2 separate regions of the Bombyx mori genome follow, and region 1 is linked to region 2. A link is a contact called in public Hi-C data. All regions are on one chromosome and are shown on one strand. The core of a region is the stretch at or near the end of the contact, and the rest is flanking DNA. Distances in the headings are between cores, read along the strand shown.

What was found. Hi-C and Micro-C count contacts between places; a contact is called where the count stands out from the background.
Region 1: a Hi-C map of whole pupa shows a contact between it and region 2, with 1.8 times the contacts expected there. The contact joins two enhancer-like sites. A contact is called at or near these places in 2 of 7 Hi-C or Micro-C datasets (both in whole pupa).

The regions. Positions count from the first base shown.
Region 1 is chr23:11,207,835-11,212,999 of ASM3026992v2, forward strand. All of the region lies in intron 8 of LOC101737516 (lysine-specific demethylase 3A), which reads left to right. Among protein-coding and RNA genes, the nearest start is that of LOC692945, 22 kb to the right of the region's middle. Within about 2 kb of position 2,182, at least 4 of the 8 cell types and tissues checked have open chromatin away from gene starts, as enhancers often do.
Region 2 is chr23:11,163,814-11,168,629 of ASM3026992v2, forward strand. The region is part of intron 7 of LOC101737516 (lysine-specific demethylase 3A); the gene reads left to right. Among protein-coding and RNA genes, the nearest start is that of LOC692945, 66 kb to the right of the region's middle. Within about 2 kb of position 2,393, at least 6 of the 8 cell types and tissues checked have open chromatin away from gene starts, as enhancers often do.

The DNA.
Region 1 (5,165 bases), core at 932-3,431, 44 kb after region 2:
TCGTTTAGTGTAATAAAAACGTTTTAATAACATTCTCTTTACGTTTTATTAAGCGTAGCGTTCGTATAGATTAAATTCGCAGTATAACGATATATAAAGTTACTCTATATCATAAACTATTACGACTGTGTAACTCTCAATGGATTTCTGTCATCATCTATAACCTGTATGAACTCCGCTCGTTAAAATATGTGGGTAAGTAAGTACATACATTTTTCGGATAGCATGTCAAGAAATTGGACGTATTCCAAATCGTCGAGCTATTGTAAAACATTCTCTATATGTTACGGTTTGCTGGTTTGTATTTGTTTACATTTCAATGTATTCCATTCATTTCATCATTTTCATTTATTTTATCATTGGTTAAAAAAAAACAAATCACCACCTTAAATTATGTTCTTGAGTGCCAACGCTTGAGTTTTTTTTAAGAGATCTTACAATTTACCTATTATTAAATAGCCTTGGATATATCATATAATATGTTCAACAGATTTATAACCAAAACAACTCGCACAAGTTTTTACGGCAAGTCAAACCAGCTAAGACACTAATAGATCTTGTTACATGGAAAAACGGAAATACCAATTCTGTTTCCATGAAATAAATTAATATATTGTAACATTATTATGTTCTAGTAATAAAACTCTTTCGAAGTTCTCCGTCTCGTTACGTAGGCGGCACGATTTCATTAAACTCACGACTTTAATATGATAAATGAATATTTTAACATAATTTAAGAAATTAAATTTGAGCCTTTGATTTCGGGATGTTAAAGTAATAATATCTAGTTTTCCTGCTACATTATTTTTTAATGCTGTAGTTGGGTAGAAGAGTTCACCGCCTCTGTAGAACGAGATATCCATAGAACTGCTAAGAAATCAATGACACCATAATAGTAAAAATAATAAATTTATAAATTGCTGAACTTCACAAATCATGTTTCGTGAATTGCTATACATAAAAAAATAACCCGGTTGATACATGACCGCTCCCCAAATGCATTGTGTGAATAATTTGAGATCTTCACCGGTTCATCCCATGCGTGCAGGGCTTTACATCAGGTGCGCTCTTTGTGTGCGACTAGGGAATAGGAGCCTCCCCAAAATTATGCCCCGCCGTCTTGCTTCACCCCCGCGTTGCCCTTCACTTGTTGCTAGTGTTGCTACGATCACGATCCGCTACGTCGCTGTCGCGAGACTGCCGCGGCGGAGCTCCCCCGCCCCCTTTTCCTGCAAACTCCACTTCCCCCGGTCCCCGCGTTCAGTTCTTTGTGCGCTACGGAGGCTCTAGTACGTCTGCAAGGCACGACTAAAATTTTCAGTCGTGATAGTGTAGCTTAACAGAGTGCTGACTGACTACGTTGTGTGTGTGAGTGCAGGTGAACGTATTTTACAATTTCCTGGCCGCATTCAAGGACACCTCAGGATAATATCAGGATTCATTAAAACTTCGCCGTAATATTATTGTGAATATCTGTGATACTAACTTTCGTTTAGTTTAAAAGGAAGTTTTAGATTTAATTTAACGGAAGATTAATTTGTGTTCGTGTTATTGAAAAGAGTGAAGCTGTATAATATTTCAAAATTACTTGGATTCTGGAACTATTTTCCACACTGTAAGTACTAAGGAATCATAGTAGTTATATTTGTCGTTTAATAAATAATTTCACACCTCGTCGCGAATGATGCCTCTCGTCTTTGAAGTAATCGATAAATTTAACATGTGATGTGGCACGTCATAATATATGTTGAACACATTTGAACTGGTAATCGCTTACGTTGTTATTAAATAAGGCAGTAGCTCATTACCTGCAATTTGAAATCGTTTCTAAGTTTTCGTTCATTAAACAAGCAGTTCTCATGGAAAACCGAAGTAATACTCCAAAGTCATGAACTAGTCATTAAATTGATCCAAACTGGTTTTAGAGGAAAAAAATTCCGATTTTGAAAAATCTCGTAACATATCAGTCATATCGATTAGCCTCTATTTATAGCGCCATTAATAGCTACTCACCTTCCGTGATTCCGCTTAAATCGTTATGGCTAACGATCGTGCTGCTGTCGATTAACTCAAAACTGTTAATTACAAGTACCTATTAGTATATTAATATAACCGATTAACGACAGCTCAACGTATCGCGTACAATAAATAATGCGTTACTTATCATGTTATTACACTAGTCGTGTATCGAATGACCTTTAGTATCGGTATGCGATATCAAGCAACGTTTTCCGAGCGTGCATTGTTAGCGTAAACAGCAATTCGTTATCGATTCGAGAGCTTTATCGCTCTATTGTTTGTTGAAACTCGGAATGACCCTTCGTGCTTGTTCCACCTAATTCCTGTTATCTAATTCCTTTGTCTTACATTACGATCGTTATTCGAACATTTCTAGCACTACTTTCTTTACTGATCATGCATAATTGACATTTCATTTGTGCAAAATAGATATTTTAAAATTGCAACAAAACAAATTCCTTGAATACTTGTCTCCAGTTAAAATACTTGGTGTCTGAATTTACACGTTATCACTGCACGTCGTGAGATGGTAAGCAGAGATTGCAGTCTGCTCTGCTCCGTGCTCTTTGGATAGCGCATTGCGCAATTTACAACACGAGTCAAGCAGTCGTGATAGATACTGAGCTACACTGTATCTTCAAGGTGGTATTGCAGGCCAAGTCACGATAACCGATGCGCCAAGAACGTTTTGTAATCTATACGAGCGATCACAACAATACAACGAAACGGGCGAACCGAGTTTCCGTATATTAAGCAAACGCTTTGACATTTAAAAACTGAGAATAAAATTATACAATTACTATAGAAAGTGAATTCAGAAAGTACTTGACCACGTAGGTACATAATTATCATAATTATGTTATTCACTTAACATTCCACTAAAAAAGTGTAATTGCAGTGCGAAGGGGGACAGGGAAAGCTTTGTCACGAGTAAATGTATTAACGGTTATTGTCCGAGTGGAAGTGTTTCATTACACGGTCGGTGAGTTGGAATCGATACGCTTCGTAGGTTTTAACGAGATGGCTTCGACTTCACGAACGCGCTTCGAAACATCGCATCGTTATAAATTTTGACTCGTGGCTTAACGTTTAAACGTAACATAGCATACTGCGATGGTTACGCTGAAATTTAGCAGAAGCACGTAACATAAACCGTGCTCTCGATTTATAATCGTTTATCTTTTCAAAGAAGTAGGTATTAAATAAATCAAAAATTTCAATACTCTTCAGTTCGTGTTTCAAATAGAAAGGCCCGATGATTGATCGCCGCCAGTCATGCGGTCGGTTTCATAGAACTCGTCACAAATAGTTATGACGGTTTTGACCTCTTATCCTCATCAATACTTTACTATAATGGAAAATAGAACTCAATACGATTGTTTATTAGAATTGCACATAAATTGACGCATGCTATTTACGCAGCTGTGTGGTGGGTTTACCTATACTCGAAAGATCGGTAAAAACAAAATGTCATACGTAAAGTGGTATGTTAAAATGAATAATTCAAAACTGCGCGTGTCTCCGAAAGCACAAAGAGTGCCTACCTACCTATTATATTTGCACAGTTTGAAGGCTCGAATTTCACAGAACTATTTGCGTCGCCTTACATAACCCACTTAATACGGATCCACCTTTTCGACTGTTATAATTTAGGATATGTTATTTTATTATACGTACGATGTGAAATTTTGTTGTTTGGTTTTTCTTAAACGTTTTTGTATAGTCTGTGAAGTATTCGGAACACGTCGAATTTTATTTTTGTGCACAAATTCTATGTGCTGAATAGGCTTACGGGCTCCGTCTGAGCGTTTGTCTTGTCAATCACTTTGCCGTAAGGAGTCTGCGTTTCCCCGCCGAGTTATTTGTTACTCTATTGTCCTCAGCTTTTGATCATGGTCGCATTGTTTCACAACTTGTTTATTCAATAGTTTTGTTTATTCAAGTCATGTCTATTCTACTTTTCATCGATTCTTTTATTTCGTAAACACAACGTTTTTCATTTCTTGTTACTGAACATTGTTTATCAACTGTTTATCCGCTACCTATCTATCGAGATTGTGCAACGCACGTATCCATATGCCCACTCAAGTTTGTATCATATTACGTCATACCATTTGTATTCTGATTAGATTAGCGTTTATTTTTGAAAGTATTTATAATATTACTCTATATTTGCATATTAATATTATATGTAGGTACACATACTGTATCTGTCACCTCAAGGTCTTGGTTTTTCAATGTTATTTTTTTTAATTATTTGACATCAAAGACCCGAGCTGGTAAAAGAATACGAGTGATTATACCACAGGTAATGTATAATATAATTCTTGGGATTTCTTTAAACCGGTTTTAACGAGTTAATTAGTAGCTTAAAGTTAAATGGCTTCCTCGACGCTTGCCTCAACGATAACTTCGCGGTAGACTATTAAAAATGTTTTTTAAATCATTAAATATTTACAGTGCTTAAATTAATACTGGAAGATTCTTTACGCGATTACGAAGACGGAGACCTCGTCATGTAGGGCATCTCATTTAAATTCCTGATTAATATACAAATAAAAACCGCATAGAATTTCAAACTATTTTATTTTCAGTCAGATATTTTTTGTGGTCAACACACACACGCACACACAGGCATAAATATATATGTTCATATACAGAGGTAACGTAACAATTCGTTATTTTTAAAATTTCGGTCATCCCATTTCAGTAAATTATTTTATAGGTGATTAGAAAACCTGTCAATGTTATCTAACTGTCTGTGTAGGTACGTATTTCGCAAATTTTATGAGGCGCGTCTTTGTCACATTGCCCTCGTTCTGGTGAAGCGCCAAATGTCCGATGATCGCTGAGCGTTTGGCGCTGGGCGTATTGGCTACGATCCAGCCGTCATTCGCGTGTGGCTTGATGGGAGTGCCAACATGCTTGGCTGCCCACGTAAACATAATCTCACGTATCTTATCTTCCTGTTCCGGTTTACATATTCTACTTTTAACATATCTAACATATCTTTTTATATTTGACCAACAGCAACAAACATTGTTTATTCTTAAAAAATATTTTCGATTCGAACGTTCTACTAGATAATTTGGAACCGTGACAATAAAATTGTTATGTTTGTCGATGACTTATTTTTGTTAGAGGCA
Region 2 (4,816 bases), core at 1,143-3,642:
ATAGATACAATAAAATTATTGTTTCGTTTGTATCTAAATAAAGCAAGTAATAAATTAGTGTTGGTAACGTTCCGATGGTTCGACCTTGATTGAAGGCTCATTAGTCGTGCAGTCAAGACGAGCCAGACTACGCATTGAACCGGTCCCGTTCGTGAGCTGTCATGATTTATGCTTTTGCCTTTACAAAGAACTTGTTTTTTTACTAGACCGGTTTCGCCCGGTCGTTTGGTTTTTGTTGCGCTACCTGGATGCCGGGGGAAAAAATATAGTGTCAGCTTTTTTCGTCGTAATAATAATACAGTGGATTCCTTTTGTAGCGCACGCGGACGTGGGCACTGCTAGGAACGTGATGTGATGGCGCTGTGGCTTCATTATATTAATGGACTCGACCGGATGAATACAAAGACGGAGCCTTTAAACTTTATCGCGTGTAGAATATACGTGTTCCCGGTATACGTGGCGTGAAATTAAGATTTATGAATATGACAGCAATCGCGGTTAACGTTCATTTAAATTATGTAGGAGAACCAAATACATAACACACTAATCTGTGTTACTATGGTATCTCAATTGTAGTCTCTACATTATGTTATCGCGCCTGCTCCAATAATATTTACTCTAACAGCAAAACCTACATATTACATATGCATAAAATGTGTCGACACAATCGCTAAATTGTAACATGTTTAATTTAAGCTGCTATTTACAAGATAAATAAATGTAGGCTAACAACGTTTATTCGTTTATTTATACGAAACTACTCTTGTTTGCCTCAATTATCCTGTAGTGTTAATTAGTGCGTATAAGTCAAACAGCTAAACTACGAACTGATCGACGACCTCTATTCGACATTGAAAACGCGAGGCGACCCGGCCTCTTCACTTCCATTCGTTTTTGTTGCACATTTTTTGTTGCTCCGCGCCGTATTTATCAGCCGCCATTTTATGTACCACCTGCCGCGGTCGTTACCCATTTATAAAAACTCCCCTCTTTTAACAAAAGAGGTTCCCGAAATTATTCTTACTTATAATTACGACTCCGAAGCGTTTACATTTTTTTTACTAACAAAAAAAATCTCCCTTTAAATTCTTTCGAAACAGCATTTCTTAATAGTCGCATAGGACCCGTTTTTAGACAGCAAAAAATGTAAACAATTCTGGTTTTTGTAAGGTTTTCGGAATACGTATAACTTTTATTAATAATAACTGCGACGTGTGGTTGCAAGAATTATGGCACCTTAAAAAAATATGTGCTCATCGTTAATCACGCTAACTTCGTTAATAGGTACAGTAATTAAAACATATCTAATAAAAAGTATTATAAATCGATTAAAAATTCGTTACACGGAAATTAACGAACTAAGACTTGGACTGATAATATTAATGATCAATCCCAAGAATAAAAAGATAAAATAATTATCATTTCGAAAAACTGCTAATCGCTTTCATTATGAACACCAATCAAAAAAATTAAAAAGAAAAAACTTCCTCAATGAAGCCAAACATTACCGAAGACAGTTGTCAAAGAAGTTTTGAGTAGATATAAATTCCAGTTTAGTTCGATATTGCTCAAAGTTGGTCTTATAAAGTTAAACAAACTTCTTTTCAAAGAAACGGAGAAACTTTTAATTCTCTTTCTGCGGATTCTAATAAGCGTGGGGTAGAACTTTGTTCCCTGTTCTATATTAGTTGTTAGAGCTGTCGGGTCAAACAATAAATCATTAAATTATTATTATTTGAAGCGTTGTACCAAAAATTTAGTTGTATTATTTGAGCTTGTTTATAATACAGGTTTTAAGGTCGACACTTCATTACATTATTAATTTGTGAGATCAAAATTTATGATTACACCACATTTAATTTAACTAATAATCATAGATCGTGTCTTTTCCGTCGAAAACATTTGAAGTTCTTTGGTATTAAATGTGATGAACAAAAAGGGGTGAAAAAAATAATATGTTATTTATGGTGGTATGTGATAGGTTACTACAACACCCAATTAAATTCGGGACTACTAAAATTATCTAACTATGTCTGTCTCAATAATAGATATATTGAGACTTAGTCTTATTTAGTCTCTTTAGTACCTATCTTCGTAACCTGTTAAATTCCAGAATCAAAAGAACCGATTTAGGTCGATATATAGGTCACTGTATTTCCGTAACTACTCTATTTTCTGTCACAAGATATGTAAACAGGCAATGTCGTAATAGGATTGAAATAACTGGCAATCACCCATCGGTATTATATCGTAAAACCCCAAACGTAATAATGTAACATTTCTCAGAAACAATAACCTCGAAAGCAATTGTAATGTAACATAAAACTCGACTACCGTCATTGATGTTGAACACACATCGTGATGTTTACAAACACAGATAGAATGAGCTCTCGCATTCCATTAATGTGAAGTACACATCTCCACGCGGCGTGACCGGGGTCGTCGCCGGTGTCAGATCAGATGGCCGACTTCCACTAAATGAGCCCAGTTTGTAAGATAAGTCTTGTTATATTTTGAGTTGGCATCCGACCTTTAATTTATCACGAATTCAGAGATATAATCCGCGGACAGCTGGCTCCGTTGTTTTAAAAGTAAGCGATCACATTGCCTGCCTCACATATGAATAGACTCATTATGCGCGGGGTTATTTTTAATGTCTTTTGATTTTGTGACTTAAAAATACCTACGCGGAATAATTAAGAGGAAACTATTGAGTATTACTGCACGTCATTTTATGGCTTCGTTATTAATTTGTTCATATATTAACTTTTAATCGATCAACAGTTACTGGAAGAGCTTGCGATGAGTTTACACGTATGATTTGAAGGATGGGATAGCCGTTATACCTGCTATAAATCAAACAATAATATAACAAGACGGTATTCACGTAGTCACAGAGAGTCGCAGAGAGTAAAATATTTAATAGCTGTTAATGAATTCTATTCCCAAGTGTCAAAGATCAATTCAAGATAATTAATTGTAAAAGAACTAATTATCTTCTAGTCATTACCAGAACAAGTTTATTTCGCAGTAAATGATTAAAATATGTTGAGCAGGTTATTTATTAATTCAATAAAATATGGGTTGGTCAGAAATTTGAGCTATGTATAAGCTCTGTTGCTGTTATCATCAGTGCTGTTAATTATGTTTTTTGCGGATGCAGTTACATAAACATGTATGTACGTGTTCTATCTTGCTAATCAATATCAATATGGCTACAGTTACGACTCGGCTAGCGTACTATAAAAACACTAATAAAAATAAACACTGACAAAGATTGTTAACTCCGATACTTCAAAGATTTTACGGTGAAACTTTTATAGTACAAATTAAAATGCAAAGTGGTGAAAGCTTTTTGTTTGTTATGCCTCCTACGGCTTAAGGCTAAATAAATTATGAGTATCAATTTGAATGTCGGTATTCGTTATATATTTATTACTTGGTTAAATGGTATCCAAATTATTATTATTATCGAATGCTTTAATATTATACAATTAAACTTGAATACACTATTTCAAAACCTAAAGGGAATATTTTTTTAGCCATGACCGCTCCCCTTCTGTCGGCCATTATGTTCGGCTATTTTCGAAAGCAAAAATAAAAGAAAAGAAATCGCAACTTTAATACATGACCTGTATTTGTTTATCGGTAACGAAATACTCACACGATGCTTACGAAATTAAATTAATTCATACCAGTATTAAATAGGATAAAAATAACAGATAATAATTGTAACAGTAATAATGATCATAATGTTTTTAATGTTATAAAATATTATTTTAAACGTAATTGAATTGTATTGAGGTCATATTATTGTAAAGTTGGTTAGACGTTAAAGCCAATAGAAGTACTTATGCACATATAAATTGTTATACCCTATATGTGTTCGAAAGCCAAAGATTTAATGACATTAACACGTTTATTTCCATGATAATCAAATTGAGCGAAAAACGCAAGAATTCAGATAGTGGCGTTGGACGCTGGACGAAGATTTATCTATTGTTATCACGAACGTTCGCGGGGCCTTTAATAATTCCGTGGACAGGTCAACCTTGACACCAATCATCCAATGTTTACGTTTCATTAAAAGCTTTATGTTTCTTACCAATTTATTCTTGTTTATTGTTTCAGGTAAACAGTTCTGCTCACAACCATACATCTTTCCGCGAGTACGGTAAAGTTTCTTCACAAACGCTGAGTTATTTTGAGACTTTGATTTATAATATCCGCTTTTGAATTCTTACGGGGAATAGGTTATTTTGTTGCATCAACACGTGTATCATGCGCGCCGGGATTATTATTAAAAGTCATGTTGAATAGGCTCATCGTCTTCGGTATTCAAATATGTAGATATTATATTTTATATCTATTCTGTTAACACAACAAACGTTAGATAAATATTATGAATAAATTATATTTAAATAAGAATGTTTGTAGCAGTCGTAACCTTCAGACTATCTACATATAATTACTTACAAACATTATCTCACTATCTATTTGAATGCTCATGTGTTATTGTAAACAAGTTCATGAATAAGTTTTTTACTATATGACATTATCTTTAGGAATAAAAATAATTGATCCGATCTCTTGCTTACAATGTAACGTCAAGCTTATAATTTTTTTTTTTTTTTTTATTGCTTATATGTATGGACGAGCTCACAGCCCACCTGATGTTAAGTGGTTACTGGAGCCCATAGACATCTACAACGTAAATGCGCCACACACCTTGAGATATAGTTCTAAGGTCTCAGTATAGTCACAACGGCTGCCCCACCCTTCAAACCGAAACGCATTACTGCTTCACGGCAGAAAT